Linked DNA regions of Capra hircus: region 2 is linked to region 1. A link is a contact called in public Hi-C data. All regions are on one chromosome and are shown on one strand. Each heading gives the region's core, a stretch centred on a gene start, on an enhancer-like site or on the middle of the called end of the contact. The rest is flanking DNA. Distances are from core to core; before and after follow the strand shown.

Region 1 (7,417 bases), core at 2,796-5,295:
GCCACTAAGTTGTGTCTAGCTCTTTTGAAATCCAATGGACTGTAGCCCGCCAGGCTCCTCCTCCTTGGAAAAGACCCTGATGCTGGGAAAGATTGAGGGCAGAAGAAGAAGAGGGTCACAGAGGATAAGATGGTTGGATGGCATCACTGATGCAAAGGACAAGAACTTGGGCAAATCCCGGGAGACGGTAAGGTTCAGGGAAACCTGGCTGCCACAGTCCATGGGGTTGCAGAATCGGACACGACTTGGTGACTGACCAACAACATAAACAATGTTTCGGGGACTGTAGATCTTAATGGCTTAAAAAATTGTGTGTGTGTTTTCAAAATATTATGTCGTCTTCATGCTTAAGGATGTTCTTCATTACAAAATAAAAAATATACACTAAGTGGAGAGAGCAAAATGGGAATTTTCATTTAGTTTATTCAGAATTCTGAAAAGTTCACCAAAACTCCTTGGATTAATATATAATAAAACCATTTTGAACTTCCCTGGTGGTCCAGTGGTTAAGAGTCCATGCTTCCACTGCAGCGGGCGCAGATTCCATCCCGGCTGGGGGGATAAGATCCTACATGTATGGTGTGGCCAAAAAGAAAAAATAAAACACTTTGTAAGTTTGAACGTCTGCAGCTGTAAATACCCGTTTCACTAATCATGTTCAACAATCATGCTTTTGTATACAAATATTTTCATTGGCTTCTTAAAAACAAACAATGAATTCAAAAAATCAGATTTAGTCTAACTGTGAATGCTAAACTCTAGTTCTAAGGGATGAAAAGATCAGAGAAACTTATAAACATCACTTATGTTCTATGTAGGAATATCCATTAATATGGAAAAATCGTGATATAAATAAATAAACAAGACAAAATAATGAAGAATAAGATTAAACTGAGGAAAAGAAAAACTGTTTTGAAAGTAAATCTCAGCTAAAGTAACCATCACTGAGAGATCCGGCCTTAGGCGCCGCAGGAAGTGCCTCTGGCGCCATCTGGCGGCAATGGTGGGATAAAGTCTCAGAGGTGGAAGGAAGAGCAGAGAAAGTCCAAACAAAATTTCAGCAGTTTCCAATGTGATTGGTTAAAAACAATTTTATTGCATTATAAAAATTTACAAACATCTGGAGGGACACTGTTTGGGAAGGCTCTTTTTCGGAGATGTGTAGGAAACAGTGGTTTGGGATGGGAACGGAAGGATTAAGAGTTTGGGGTGAGCTATTATACATATGATGGATAGACAAGGCCTTACTGTATGGCACAGAGAACTATACTCACGATCCTGTAATAAACCACAATGCAAAAGAATATGAAAAGAATGTATATATGTGTGTAACCAAATCACTGTTCTGTACAGCAGAAATTCACACAACATTATAAATCAACTCTAATAAAATTAACAGCAACAACAAAAAAGAAACACTGGCTTGGGTATATAAGACGGACTGTCAGCAAACGTCTTACTAAATGGTGAAAGACTGAAAGTCTTCCTTCTAAGATCAGGACAAGAAATGACGCTGCCTTTGCATCTTTCACTCAAAAATGTAGCCGAAGTTCTATTCAGAGCAGTTAAGCTAGAAAAAAATGAAAGGCAGTTAAGCTGCAAAGTTGTTAGGTTATCTTTATTTGCAGATAACATGATCTTATACATAGAAAATGCTAAAGGGGATGCCCCTGGTGGGAAGTCTCTGGTTAAGATTTCCCAAACAACAACAGCTAAAGAACCACACTAAAAACCTATTGTGAATGCACTATAGCCTCCCAGACTCCTCTGTCAATGGAATTTTCCAAGCAAGTATACTGGAGTGCATTGTTATTTCCTACTCCAGGGTATCTTCCCAACCCAGGGATTGAACCAGCATCCCTTGCATCTGCTGCATTGGCAGGCAGTTTCTTTACCTTTGCGCCACATAATGGGGATATGTCCTGAATTCATGGATTGGAAGGCAGTATTATTAAGATGGCAACACTGAGCCTTCCCTGGTAGCCCAGTGATTAAGACTCCTTGCTTCCAATGCAGGGATGAAGGTTCCATCCCTGGTCAAGGAATTAACATCCCACGTGCTGGATGGCATGAGAAAAAAAGAAAGTCCCCAAAGCAATAACGCAATCTAAGGACCCAATGTAATCTCTATCAAAATACCAAATAAGATGAAACAAAAGCCCAGTCCTTACTTGCAGAATGGAAGACATGACTCTAAACCTCATAGGGAATCACAAGGGACCCCACATACCAAAACAGTCTTGGAAATGAACACGGTTGGAGGATTCACACGTCTCGATTTCAAAGCTGACTTACAAAGCCACAGTAATCAGAACAATATGGTGCTGCCATAAAACAAGAGTAGATGCAGAGTCCAGAAATAAGCCTATCCATCAATGGCCAGTTGATTTTTGATGAGAGAGCCAAGTCCATTCAATGGCAGAAAGAGCTGTCTCTTCAATAAACGGTGCTGGAACAGGCAGCTACCCCCTTGCAAAAGTCTGAAGTTGTACCCTTTACATCATACCATATACAAACTTTAAACCATCAAAGTCCTAAATGTAAGGACTAAAACTAGAAAACTCTTAGAAGGAAATACTGGGCTAAATCATTATGACTTGACTTGATGATGAGTTCTCAGGACACCAAAAGCACAGGCAACAGAAGAAGAAAACAGGAAAACTGACTTCATCAAAATTAGAGATTTTGTGCATCAAAGGACGCTATCAAGAGAATGAAAAAACCCACAGAATGGGGAAAGTATTTGCAAATCATATAACTGGTAAGGTCTAGATTCAGAATCTACCAAGACTCCTATAAGCCCCCTGTCCCCAGCAGGGCTCCCACAACTTGACAGAAAGACAGTCCAAAATAAAGATGGGCACACCTGGAGAAGGAAATGGCAATCCACTCCAGCATTCCTGCCCGGAGAATCCCCAAGGACAGAGGAGCCTGGCGGGCTGCAGTCCACGGAGTCACAAAGAGTCAAACATGACTGAGCAGGCACGGGCACGTCATGTTACATAAAAACGGGGAAGTGCTGCTAGTTAGCGAGGCAACAAGGATGCTGGAATAGGGGTCCTCTGGTTCCTACACCCAGCGTTCTGTCCTGGACGGTGGTATTGAATGTGTTATGTAATGATGAATCCTTAATTAGCAACAAGCAGTTCTTGAAAAAAAATTTTTTTTATTCATTTATTTATTTTGTCTGTGCTGAGTCTTTGCTGCTGCACGTGGGGTTTTCTCAAGCTGCAGCAAGTAGGGGCTACTCTCTAGTTCCCCAGCGCCAGCTTCTCATTGCTGCGGCTTCTCTTGTTTCGGAGCACAAGTTCTAGGGCCACACTGGCTTCAGTAGCTGCAGCTACTGGACTCTGGAGCACAGGCTCAATAGCTGTTCAGTTCAGTCGCTCAGTCCTGTCTGACTCTGAGACCCCACGGACTGCACAATGCCAGGCCTCCCTGTCCATCGCCAACTCCCGGGAAGCTTACTCAAACTCATGTCCATGGAGTCGGTCATTCCATCCAACCATCTCATCCTCTGTCGTCCCCTTCTCCTTCCGCCTTCAATCTTTCCCAGCATCAGGGTCTTTTCAAATGAGTCAGCTTTTCACATCAGGTGCCCAAAGTATTGGAGTTTCAGCTTCAGCATCAGTCCTTCCAATGAATATTCCAATAGTTGTCATATATGTTTATATATTAGTAAGCATTTTGGGGAGAAGGCAATGGCGACCCACTCCAGTACTCTTGCCTGGAAAATCCCACGGACGGAGGAGCCTGGTAGGCTGCAGTCCATGGGGTCGCTAAGAATCGGATACGACTGAGCGTCTTCATTTTCACTTTCCACTTTCGTGCATTGGAGAAGGAAATGGCAACCCACTCCAGTGTTCTTGCCTGGAGAATCCCAGGGACGGGGGAGCCTGGTGTGCCGCAGTCTATAGGGTCGCACAGAGTCGGACACGACTGAGCGACTGAACAACAGCGAGGTTGAGGCCAGAGCCAGGCCTTGTCCGTCAGTAAATGGGAACAGGCGCCCTCTGGCGGCCGTGTGCAGGAATCGCCAGAGGGCGGTGAGGGCGGTAGCGGGGAGCGTCCCTTGAGGAAGACGGTGAAGAGTCCAGGCGGGGGACTATGGCGACTGCGGTGACTGCAGGACCAGGGTGGTAACTGCGGGAGGAGCCAGAAGTGATTGGATCAGGGTGCCTGTCGGAGATCAGACCATCAGGATTTGCCGAAGTGTTAATTCACACCCCTACCAGCCACATATGGGGGGAGAAAGGGAAATAAAATAGGACTTCCTCAGCTCAACATTCTTTTATGAGATTTTTTTTTTCATGCTGCGTTGTGTTAGTTGGCTCATTGAAAACTTCAACTTGCTGCGTGCTGGCAGCTATTAACACAGTATTTACGTGATAATCATAACTGTTTACACTGCATTTGCATTGAATTAGGTATTATAAGTGATCTAGAGAGGATTTAAAGTAATATGGGAGGTTGAAGTCACGGTGGAAAAAAGTATTGAGGTTTGTCAAAAATTACAAATAGAACTACTCGAGGTTCCACTCCTGGGTATACCCCCCCACCACCACACACACACACACACAAAGCCTCACTAAGTGGAAAAGATACATTCACCCTGATGTACATAGCAGCATTTTTTTTTTTTTTTTACAATAGCCAAGATATGGAAGACAGAGGATGAGATACTTGGAATGGCATCACCAACTCAAAAAACATGAATTTGAGCAAGCTCAGGGAGTTGGTGATGGACAGAGAAGCCTGGCATGCTGCAGTCCATGGGGTCGCAAAGAGTCAGACACAACTGAGCGACTGAACTGAACTGAAGATATGGAAACAATTCAAGTGTCCATCAACCAATGAACTTAGTGTTTTCAGCTTTTATTTCCAATTTAGTTTAGTTTAGGAAGTCTTTTTGGGAGGGTGTATTTTGTTTTTTTATTTTGTCTTTCCTTGCTGGGGTGCTGATTTTTTTCTTTCTTTTTTTTTTTTCACAGGTCAACTTTTTGATTTGGAATAACTTCGTATTTACAAAGAGAATTTGCAGAGCTAATACAGAGTTCCTATACCCTTCAACCCAGCTTCTCTTAATGTAAACATCTTAATAACTATGGTGTATTTGTCAAAACTAAGAATTAACGAAATGCAGGCTTTATTTGAATGTCATCAATTTTCCCACAATTGTCCTTTTTCTGTTCTGAGATCCATCCAGAATGCCACATTGCATATAGTCATCCTATGTCCTTAGTTTTCTTCAATTTGTGAGCTTTCTGTTTTCTCTTGTCTTTCCATGACCTTGACAGTTTGGGAGGATATTGGTGGAGTATGTTGTGGAATGACCTTCAGCTTCAGTTTGTCTGACATTTTCTCATGAAGACTCCACAGCCAGAAATTGGGGGAGAAAATGTTCTATTGCTTAACCTGGGTGGTGGTGGCTAAAGAGTTTGTTTCATACTTATTTCTTAAACAGTACATGGTAGGCTGAAACATGTCCTAAGTGGGATTCAAGTCTAAGCCCTGGAACCAGCCAATTTACCTTATATAACAAGAACAAAAAAAAGATTATTGCAAATCTGATTAAATTAGGCCTTAAGATAGGTGATTATCTGGGAAGATTCTTTTTGTTTTTTTAAAGATGTATTTATTTTATATTTTGGCTGGGATGGATCTTCGTTGTTGCACGTCGCTTTCTCTAGTTGCGGCAAGCAGGTGTTGCAGAGCATAAGCTCTGGGTGCAAGGGCCTCGGTAGCGGCAGTGCATAGGCTCAGTAGTTCCGGCTTGCAAGCTCTAAAAAGTGGGCTCCGTAGTTGTGGCACACGGGTTAGCTGCTCCATGGCAGGTGGGATCTTCCCACACCAGGGATAGAACCAATGTTTGCATTGCATTGCAAGGCGATTCTTAACCACTGAACCACCTGGGAAGCCCTGGGCAACAGGCAAGTCCTAAATGCAATCAGGTGTATCCTTTTACAAGAGAAGCAGAGGCATATTTGACACACACGGAAGAGAACGTGATGTAAAGATGGAGCAGAGAGAGATTTGAAGATGCTGGCTTTGAGCATTGGAGTCATGTGGCCCCAAGCCAAGGATTGCTCATAATTATTGAAAACTGGAGGAGATAAAGAAGAACAGATTCTCCCTTAAGAGCCTCTGGAGGGATCAAAGCCCTGCCCACACTTTGATTTCCTTTTTTTTTTTTTTTTCAGTTTTATTTACTTATTTATATTTGGCCACAGCAAGTAGGCTTTTACTTCCCTGACCAGGGATCAAACCCATGCCCTCTGCAGTGGAAACATGGAGTCTTAATCACTAGACAGCCAGGGAAGTCCCTACACCTTGATTCTGACCTGGTGACTCTCATGTTGGACCTCTGGCTTCCAGAACTGTGAGAGAATAATTTCTTTTCATTTTAAGGCACCCAACTAATAGTAATTTGGTCCAGCAACCAAACATTTCAGTTTTATTCGTGTGCTATGTGTTTATGTTATATGTCTGCATGAAAGGTTTAAAAATTAACCTAACAGCTTTCCCTTTTCTTTCACTGACAAGAGTAATGTAGACAATTCTTTGGGGAGATCTTTCTCAATCCATTAGCCCATACCACCTCCATTTGATAAGGCAAATGGATTTTAACCTCAGTTGAACTTTCTCCTGCTGGATATTTCAAAATAATGATGCTCTAATTTACAGCCCTGTCTGGCATGGTTAAAGCAGCCGCCAACTAGCCTGGATACCTTAAAAGAGCAAAATGAATTGAACAGAGTACCCAATACACCCTGCACCTCATTGGTCTAAGGGACATATTTTATTTTTATTTCATTTTATTGCACTGTGTGGCATGTAGGATGTTAGGTCCCCAACCAGGGATCAAGCCCTCACTCCCCTGCGTTGAAAGTGCAGAACTTTAACCATGGGATCATGAGGGAAGGCCTAAGGGGCACGTTTTAACATCTCTGAGGTAGAGATGTATCTTATAACCCTTGGGATTGTATAGATTTTTATTGCCTGCATGTGTGTGGACATCAAAGTTCCAGACTTTACAGTACTGGGTGGAGATCAGCAGCCTGGAAAAAAAAAATCCCTGAAGTGATACTGAAACTCACTTTAGGAAGCAGGGTTGTGGGGAAGATGAAGATAGCTGGTGAATCCGACGTGTTTAGTGGCAAACCCAACCCTAGTCCCTATTTTATACATTTCAGTGAGAATCTAGTAGAGTGAGAGTTGTTACTGAGAGTGGTATGGGCGAATGGACTGAGAAAGGTCTCCCCAGAAGGGTGACGTTTGAACCAGATCATGATGGAGATGACTCCTCCAGGCAGGGGAATGCTGGTGGCTGAGGACAGCTGACTACCAAGAATGTGTGTTCCCCTCGCATAGTGCCCACGGAGAGACTACATTTCCCAGCCTTCCTTGCAAGACGGTT
Region 2 (7,417 bases), core at 2,824-5,323, 42 kb before region 1:
AGAGGGACAGCCTGGGCTCCAGGTGTAGAAGTAAGTTCTTGAGATCCAGGGCTGAACTTATTGGGAAGGGCAAAACACAGGAATTCTCCAGGCCAGGATACTGGAGTGGGTAGCCTTTCCCTTCTCCAGGAGATCTTCCCAACCCAGGGATTGAACCCAGGTCTCCCCGCATTGCAGGTGGATTCTTTACCAGCTGAGCCACAAGGGATGCCCAAGAATACTGGAGTGGCTTGCCTATCCCTTCTCCAGGGGATCTTCCCAACCCACGAATCGAACCAGAGTCTCCTGCATTGCAGGCGGATTCTTTACCAACTGAGCTTTGAGGGAAGCCCACGACAGAGGAGGCTGAGAGGTTCAGGGAAGAGAGAAAAGAGAGGCCATGGTTGGAATCTCTAGATGTTTCTCATCTCCCCAGGTCCCCCTGGCCCGGCCCCGGATGAGTGCTCAGGAGCAGTTGGAGAGAATCCGAAGAAATCAAGAATATGGACGGCCTCTCCCTCGCCCAGCCTCCCCCCGGCTCCTCACCCTGGGGAGGACGCTGTCCCCAACCAGACGCCAGCCTGATGCGGAACAAAAAGTGAGGGAAACAGGGGTGGGTCAGTGAGGCGGCAGTGGGTTCTCAGTTCCTGGTTGGAGCCTCAGTTTTCCTCTCTGTAAAATGGGGATTTTTTCCTTCCTCTATATCAGGTTTACTTGTACCTGTTTTCAATTCAGCATCCTGTCTCCCTTATCAGTGGAGAACAGGATGGGCCAGAGGCAACATCTCCATCCTCACCAGCATTCTCACTCCTCTGGGAGGAGTGGGTTTTAGAGCTGGATTGGAAGCCAAGTTTTCCTGTTCAGTTACTACGCTGTCAAAGGCAAAGAAAAAAAATGTATTTACTGCCATGAAGATCACACTGCCAATCTGAAGATCAGACTGTCTGGGCAGGATGGTTTTTTCACTTGTTTTTTCATTTTGGGCTGTGCCACTGCACAGCTTGTGGGATTTTAGGGCTTGGGTTCAGTCCATGTTTGAGGACTTGGCCGTGGGAGCGCGGAGCCCTGCCTGCTGGACCACCAGGGAATTCCCCATGGATAGTTTCATCTTAAGACTCTTCTAGGAAGGAATTAGACAAGTGGGGTGATTTTGGGGTTGTGATTGTTTTTGTAAATGGGGGGCATCTCAAGTCTGCTGAATATCAAACATTGATCTCTATGTCTAGCTAGTTTTTCGGGGGCAACAAGTTCATTAATCATTTATGACAAAAGGAATGTGAATTTGGAGGGTCTGTTTCTGGCCTCGTCACAGGGGGCTCATCTGTGAATCTTGTCGATGAAAATTCTATTAAAATCAAGTTAACAAGAAAAAAGGGGACTTTTATTTGAGCCAAACAGAATTAGAACTTGGGAGAGAGACTCTCAGAAAGTTCTGAGAACTGTTTCACCATCTGTTAGAAGTCAAGAGGCACACTCGTGTCTGTTTTCCAGACAAAAGATCGAACATCAAAATGACATACTGACAGGACTTTCCTGGCAGTCCAGTGGTTAAGAATTTGCCTTGCAATGCAGGGGACGAGGGTTTGATACCTGGTCTGGGAACTAAGATCCCGCATGTCTCTGGGCAACTAAGCCTGTGCGCCACAACTACACAATCTGCTGTTGTTTAGTTGCTGAGTCATGTACGACTCTTTTGCAACCCCATGGACTATAGCCTTCCAGGCAATCTTCCTGACCCAGGGATGGAACCCGCATCTCTGTTGAGCAAGTAAGTCTCCTGCGTTGGCAGGCAGATTCTTACCACTGAGCCGTCAGGGAAGCCCCATGCACTGTGACAAAAGATCCCACGTGATGCAACTAAGATCCCAAGTGCCACAACTAAGACTTGATGCAGCCAGACAAGTTAAAACAAAGAAGCAAAATAACATAGTGATATTCTACCTAAGCTTCACCAAGGACACATAGTCTAGGGAAGCACATGCAGAGGCAGCAGCAAGTTACTGTGATCCCCTGCAGAACTGTGAAAGAAGCTGTTCTTTTAAGAAGTTACACTGGTAGTGTCAGAAGAAAGGGAAAAAAGAAATGATCTCCAGAACAGAGCAAGCACCGCCAACTCTGAGGAGCTCTGGCTAATGTGTAATCCTGGTGCACACTGCCCATTAGGGATGGAGGAGCCCCAAGCAAGCGCACAGAGGGACTGTGATCTTTAATTTTCCTGTCCTGTCTTAAAATATCAATTTCACATCATTCAGGCTTATCTAAGTCATATGAAGAAGCTGTTTACCAGAATGGGGAAGTGGTTAGGGGTGGTGGTGGTGATTTTCCAAACTCTTACCTCTTTCCCAGGAGTTCAGGTAAAGTTAAGAATTAGCAGTGTCTTTGGGGCAATTTTATCCTCTGAGCCTCTTCACCCTCAAAATGAGAACATGGGAACTTCCAGGGTGAGGAATTCTAATGCCCCCATTCCTTTGCAGCCTGTCCTGGGACACTCAGGAGCCCAGAAATGGCTCCGAAGTTCGGGGTCCTGGAGCAGGTAAGGAATTGGAGATCGAGGCAACAACGAAGGGAAATAAAAAAGAGGAGGGGAGTAGTATTACTGTTAATGTCTTTTGAGTACTAAAGTACAGATCGCAGAATCTTTTAGAGTCGCTTGAGTTCTTGGGGAATCAGAAAACTCTAGTTCGCGGGGAGAACTGCAGTTCCTTGTTCTATATCAAACTCCGCCCCGCTGTCAGGAAATCGGAGAAGTTTTCGGGCAACTGAACTACAAATCCCACAATGCACGCAGGCTTCTAAAAAAGAGGGTCGCTCCACGTTTAAAATCCTTTAGAGACACGTGCTAGGGACTACAACTCCCAGAAGGACACGCGCGGCACTGTGGCCTCTACTGTACTGGCTAATTGAAGTTTCGCCCAAACTCTTTTTTTCTAGTCCAAGGAACACCATCCCTTATTTGCTGACATCCGAAGGGCACCGGGAGCGAGTCCTCAGCCTCTCTCAAGCCCTGGCCGCTGAGGCATCGCAGTGGCGTGGAATGATGACAGGTGAGAATGAGCTGGGGACTTAGGACACCTAGGTTTTAGGGATGGGGGGGTCGGGGGTCTGGAATCTCAGGTCGTGATGGGGAGGGGTCTGAGGGCCCCTGGGAATCCTTTGTCTTGATGAGGGAAGACCTGGACAGGGCTTGGGAGTGCTAGATTCCAGGCAGGAGGAGGCTAAGGTGCAGAAGTGCTGAGTTTGGGAGAGCAGGGGGCAGGGAGGCCGGACTCCTAGATTTGAGAGGAAAGGCCTGGGGGCGGAGGGCGGTGTCTGGACTTCTGGATTCCTGAGTTTGCCATTCTCATTCCCCATCCGTCCTCTCCAGGTGGAAATTTGGACTCTCGAGGGGACCCTCTTCCCCCTGCGCCGCCACCTCCGTTAGATCCCACGCCCCAGGCGTCCTCACCCCGAAGATCTCCTCCAACAGCCAATTCCTGCTCCACGGGTTTCTCCCCCAGAGGTAGTGGGCGCGGCGCAGGCCCCGCCTCCTGGGAAGAGACCTGGGATTCCGGGCCGGCCCCTCCAGCCCGGACCCCCGACGAGGGGGCGTGGCCTCTGAGGGTCACCCTGCTGCAGTCCAGCTTCTGACCCGCCCAGACGTGGGAGCCAATCAGAGCGTGAGGGCGTGGCCTGGACGGACCACCTGAAGATCTGCAGCCTCTCTTCTCCCGTGACCTAGAAATGGTTTCTGTGGCCAAAGTTTGCTTTTCCCGACACTTGTCCAAATTTAGATTAAAACTTTGAACTTTTTAGTCAATAACTTTTTGTCTGTTTGAGGTTGTGACTCTGGTGTCTCTGAGTGGGGGTAGAGCTGGGGTCGTGGATTTCTGGGTCGCAAAGGAGGAGGGGACCGGGACCTTGGACTTGTAGGTCCGAGGAAGGAGGAAATCTCAGGGTCCGGAGTACTGGGCCTGAGGGAAGAGGGGGATGGGGACCTGGATTCTTGCGTCTGAAGGAAGACGAGGGACCTGGACATTTAGGTCCGAGGGCAGAGGGCGGCCGGATGCCAGGAATCCTGAATTTGAGGGAAGAAGGTCTGGGCATCCAGACTCTTGGATCTGAGGGAGGGACCAGGCTTCCAGGCTTCTGGCTTTCCTGGCAACGCCCCCCACCCCCACCCTCAGGGCCGGGCTTCCAGGATCCGGCCCCTGTTTACGATTTGACCCCACTTCCTCACCCGATTTTGGAGGTGGATAGAAGCCCGGAGTGAGTGAAAGAGGAGAGGCGGTGTCCGGCAGAATGGCAACGGGAACGCGCTATGCTGGGAAGGTGGTCATCGTGACCGGCGGCGGTCGCGGCATAGGAGCCGGGATCGTTCGAGCTTTCGGTGAGTGGGGTCTGGCTGGCTCTAAATATTGGGAATCTGGGAGAGGAGGGACCTCCGAGGGCTAACTAATGGGTGTGAGAAAAAGTAGGTCCTATACTGGAGTCTAGATTCTTATCTTACAAGATCCGATTTACAAAGTGAACGAAAAGGTAGGCAGTGGTTGCCTAGGGCCTGAGATTTTGGCATATTTCCAAACGCCGTTTCTGTGGTCTCAGCTGTCTCTGCAAAACAGGCAGTTTGGGGGACGATGTCTCTTGCAGATTTCAGGTTTACTCTGGAACCCAGGAAGGCAGGCTCCGGAGCCCCAGCAGGCACCTAGAATAACCCAGAAGAGTATCTGTCAAAACTTCTGCCCTCTGTCCTAGGGAGTCATCATGAGACTTTGGGGTCAGGAGGGGAGCAGAGTGGGAGACGGGCCCAACCCGCTGTAGGTGGCCACTAGAGGTCAGCAGAGGCCTTCGCCAAGGTCGGCTGGGGGGTAACCTCTTCTTTCTTATTCTCAGTGGAAAGCGGTGCCCAGGTGGTTATCTGTGACAAAGATGGTGAGCGAGGGTCCCTCAGTCCTCATCCCCAACCCTCCAGGAGGAGTCCAGGCCCCCAGACCCCTCCTCTGATAGACCCAGGAGTCCAAACCCCTGGCTTCCTCCTCCCTCAGACCCAGGATTCAGCCTCCCAGCCCCCTCCTCCCTCAGACTCTGAAGTCCAGACCCCCAGCCCTTCTCTTCCTGCAGAGGCCAGGGGCAGGGCGGTGGAGCGAGAGCTTCCTGGCACTGTCTTTCTGCTCTGTGACGTGACTCGGGAGGAAGATGTGAGGGTGAGTGTATTTTCTGTCTCTACTACCCGCCATGTCCAGTTGGTTCTCTCTCCCCACCAACCCCCTCCCCTGGCCGCCCCGAAGGCTTTTGCACATGCTGTTCCCTCTGCCTTTCCCCGTTCAGCTCAGTATCACTTCAAGGCTTTCCCTAACTGTACTGACCAGGTCTTGTGTCTCCTGGGAGGATTTGCTTTTACCTCCCACTCTTTCAAGGCTCTGTCACAGCTGTCACGGGGATTGGGACAAATACATTCCTCACAGGGGGTCTCATTCTTGCAGGATTCTTTTCTCTTTCCTCACTTTCCATTCCTTCCGTCTAGTCAGTGTCTCTGACATCTGTCTCCAGTCCCGGGTCTCTAGGGTAGTGACCGCAGTGTGAATGTCACCAGCCCACTGGGCTCCGGCCCCTCAGCTGTGACTCCTGTCCCCACCTCGCCTTTGGGACCCTTGGCTCTATAAGACCTGATGCCAGCACCACTCACTCAGAAGACCTCTCTCTCCCCAGACCCTCGTTTCTGAGACCATCCGCCGATTCGGCCACCTGGATTGCATAGTCAACAATGCTGGCTACCGTGAGTCGTGAGGCCTGAGGGCCGTTCCCCACTGGTGTCAACCCATCTCCTGACTTCTCACCCCAAGCCTGGCTCTACCCCTGCTGTGTGCTCCCCAGCCTGTGCCCTTAGTCCTATCTGCATCCATTTCTACATTTCTAAAATGAAAATGACCATTCTCATCATCGTTACAGGGTCGTTGTGCTGAACAGCCTCATAATTATGGGAACTGTCTTGGATGAATAACTTCCATCTTGTAGCCTGTTTCTTACCTAGGAAGCAAGGCTGATGGCCCTTCTCTTTTTCCAATACTGGGAAGATGTATTCTCCACACATGGTTTATAGGGCTTGGTGTGGAGGCTTTGACGAGAAATTGCCATCCACTTAATGACTACCCTTTATAACAATGCGTCATATTGCTAAACTGAGACTCAGAGAGGCGAACTGATTGGACTGGGATCACACACTGTGGTAGAAAGAAGCCTTTCTTCTTGGCTGGGCAACGTTGAGCAATTGACTTCCTCTTTCTGGGCTGCACTGTCCTCTTGTAAGGATTTAAAGATATACTCCTCCTTTCTCTCCGTGTGCTTGATCCATTCGGCAGATATTTATTGAGATCTACTGCACTCCACCTTCTGTCCTAGGGACTGGAGATTTAGCAGTGAGCAAAATCCACCAAGCTTTCCTGTCTTCATAGCTCAGTTGGTAAAGAATCTGCCTGCAATGCAAGAGACCTGGGTTTGATTCCTGTGTTGGGAAGATTCCCCTGGAGAAGGGAAAAGGTACCCACTCCAGTATTCTGGCCTGGAGAATTCCATGGACTCTATAGTCCATGGGGTCACAGAGAGTCGGACACGACTGAGTGACTTTCACTTCCTGTCCTCATGGGATTCACATTGTAAAGTAAGGAAATAGACAATAAAAGGCAGATATAGTTAATACTAATTTATTCACAGATTTTGTATTTGTGAACTCACCTACTTGGTGGGGGTGTGGGTTGTAACCTCAGAATCCCACTGCGCTTTCTGGGTATTTGTGGACAAGTTCAGAGCGGCAAAAGTTTGAGTCACCAGCAGCACATGTTCCCAGCTAAGGTCAAACGAAGTGATGCTCTGCCCTCTGAGTTCAGCTTTCAAACAAAGAGATGCCCGGAGGTGGAGACAGAAGAGGGCAGTGTCTTGTAGGCCTCCCTGGGGCTAGTTGGACAGGCTTGAAGCCTAACTCTGGTACCTGGAGTGGGGCAGCCTCAGGCAAGTCAGCTACACTCCGGAATCTCCATTGCTTTATTTGCAAAATAAATGAGTCCACCAGTGCGCATTATTTTGAGGATTTAAGATTATAATCTATGTTAGAGAAACATATAGTTGTAAACATATACATATGTGCATATATGGTCTTCCCCTGTGGCTCAGCTGTAATGCTGTGCAGGAGACCTGAGAGACTCAGGATCAATCTTGGGTCCTGAGGATCCCCTGGAGGAAGGCATGGCAACCCACTCCAGTGTTCTTGCCTGGAGAATCCCATGGGCAGAGGAGCTGGTGGGCTACAGTCCATGGGATCCCAAAGAGTTGGACATGACTGATGCGACTGAGCAGGAGCACGCTATTCATTACACACATAACACATGTATGTCCTGTCTTAGTCTGCTCATGCCGCTATAATAGAAATACCATGGACAGATTGACTTAAACAATGAACATTTATTTC

The links. Hi-C and Micro-C count contacts between places; a contact is called where the count stands out from the background.
Region 2: a contact with region 1 is called in a Hi-C map of blood, with 2.5 times the contacts expected there. The contact joins the promoter of HSD17B14 here to the enhancer-like site in region 1. A contact is called at or near these places in 3 of 5 Hi-C or Micro-C datasets (blood and liver).

What each region holds. Positions count from the first base shown.
Region 1 is chr18:56,418,114-56,425,530 of ARS1.2, reverse strand. No RefSeq gene overlaps it. Among named protein-coding and RNA genes, the nearest start is that of FGF21, 19 kb to the right of the region's middle. Within about 2 kb of position 4,045, at least 1 of the 5 cell types and tissues checked has an H3K27ac peak or open chromatin away from gene starts, as enhancers often do.
Region 2 is chr18:56,459,910-56,467,326 of ARS1.2, reverse strand. It overlaps HSD17B14 (17-beta-hydroxysteroid dehydrogenase 14), which reads left to right and starts at 4,073. Exons shown (of 8, transcript XM_018062745.1): 1 at 4,073-4,345; 2 at 5,077-5,159; 3 at 5,665-5,731. The coding sequence starts at 4,258. PLEKHA4 (pleckstrin homology domain-containing family A member 4) reads left to right here. Exons shown (of 21, transcript XM_018062740.1): 18 at 416-577; 19 at 2,454-2,512; 20 at 2,911-3,023; 21 at 3,344-3,778. The coding sequence ends at 3,606.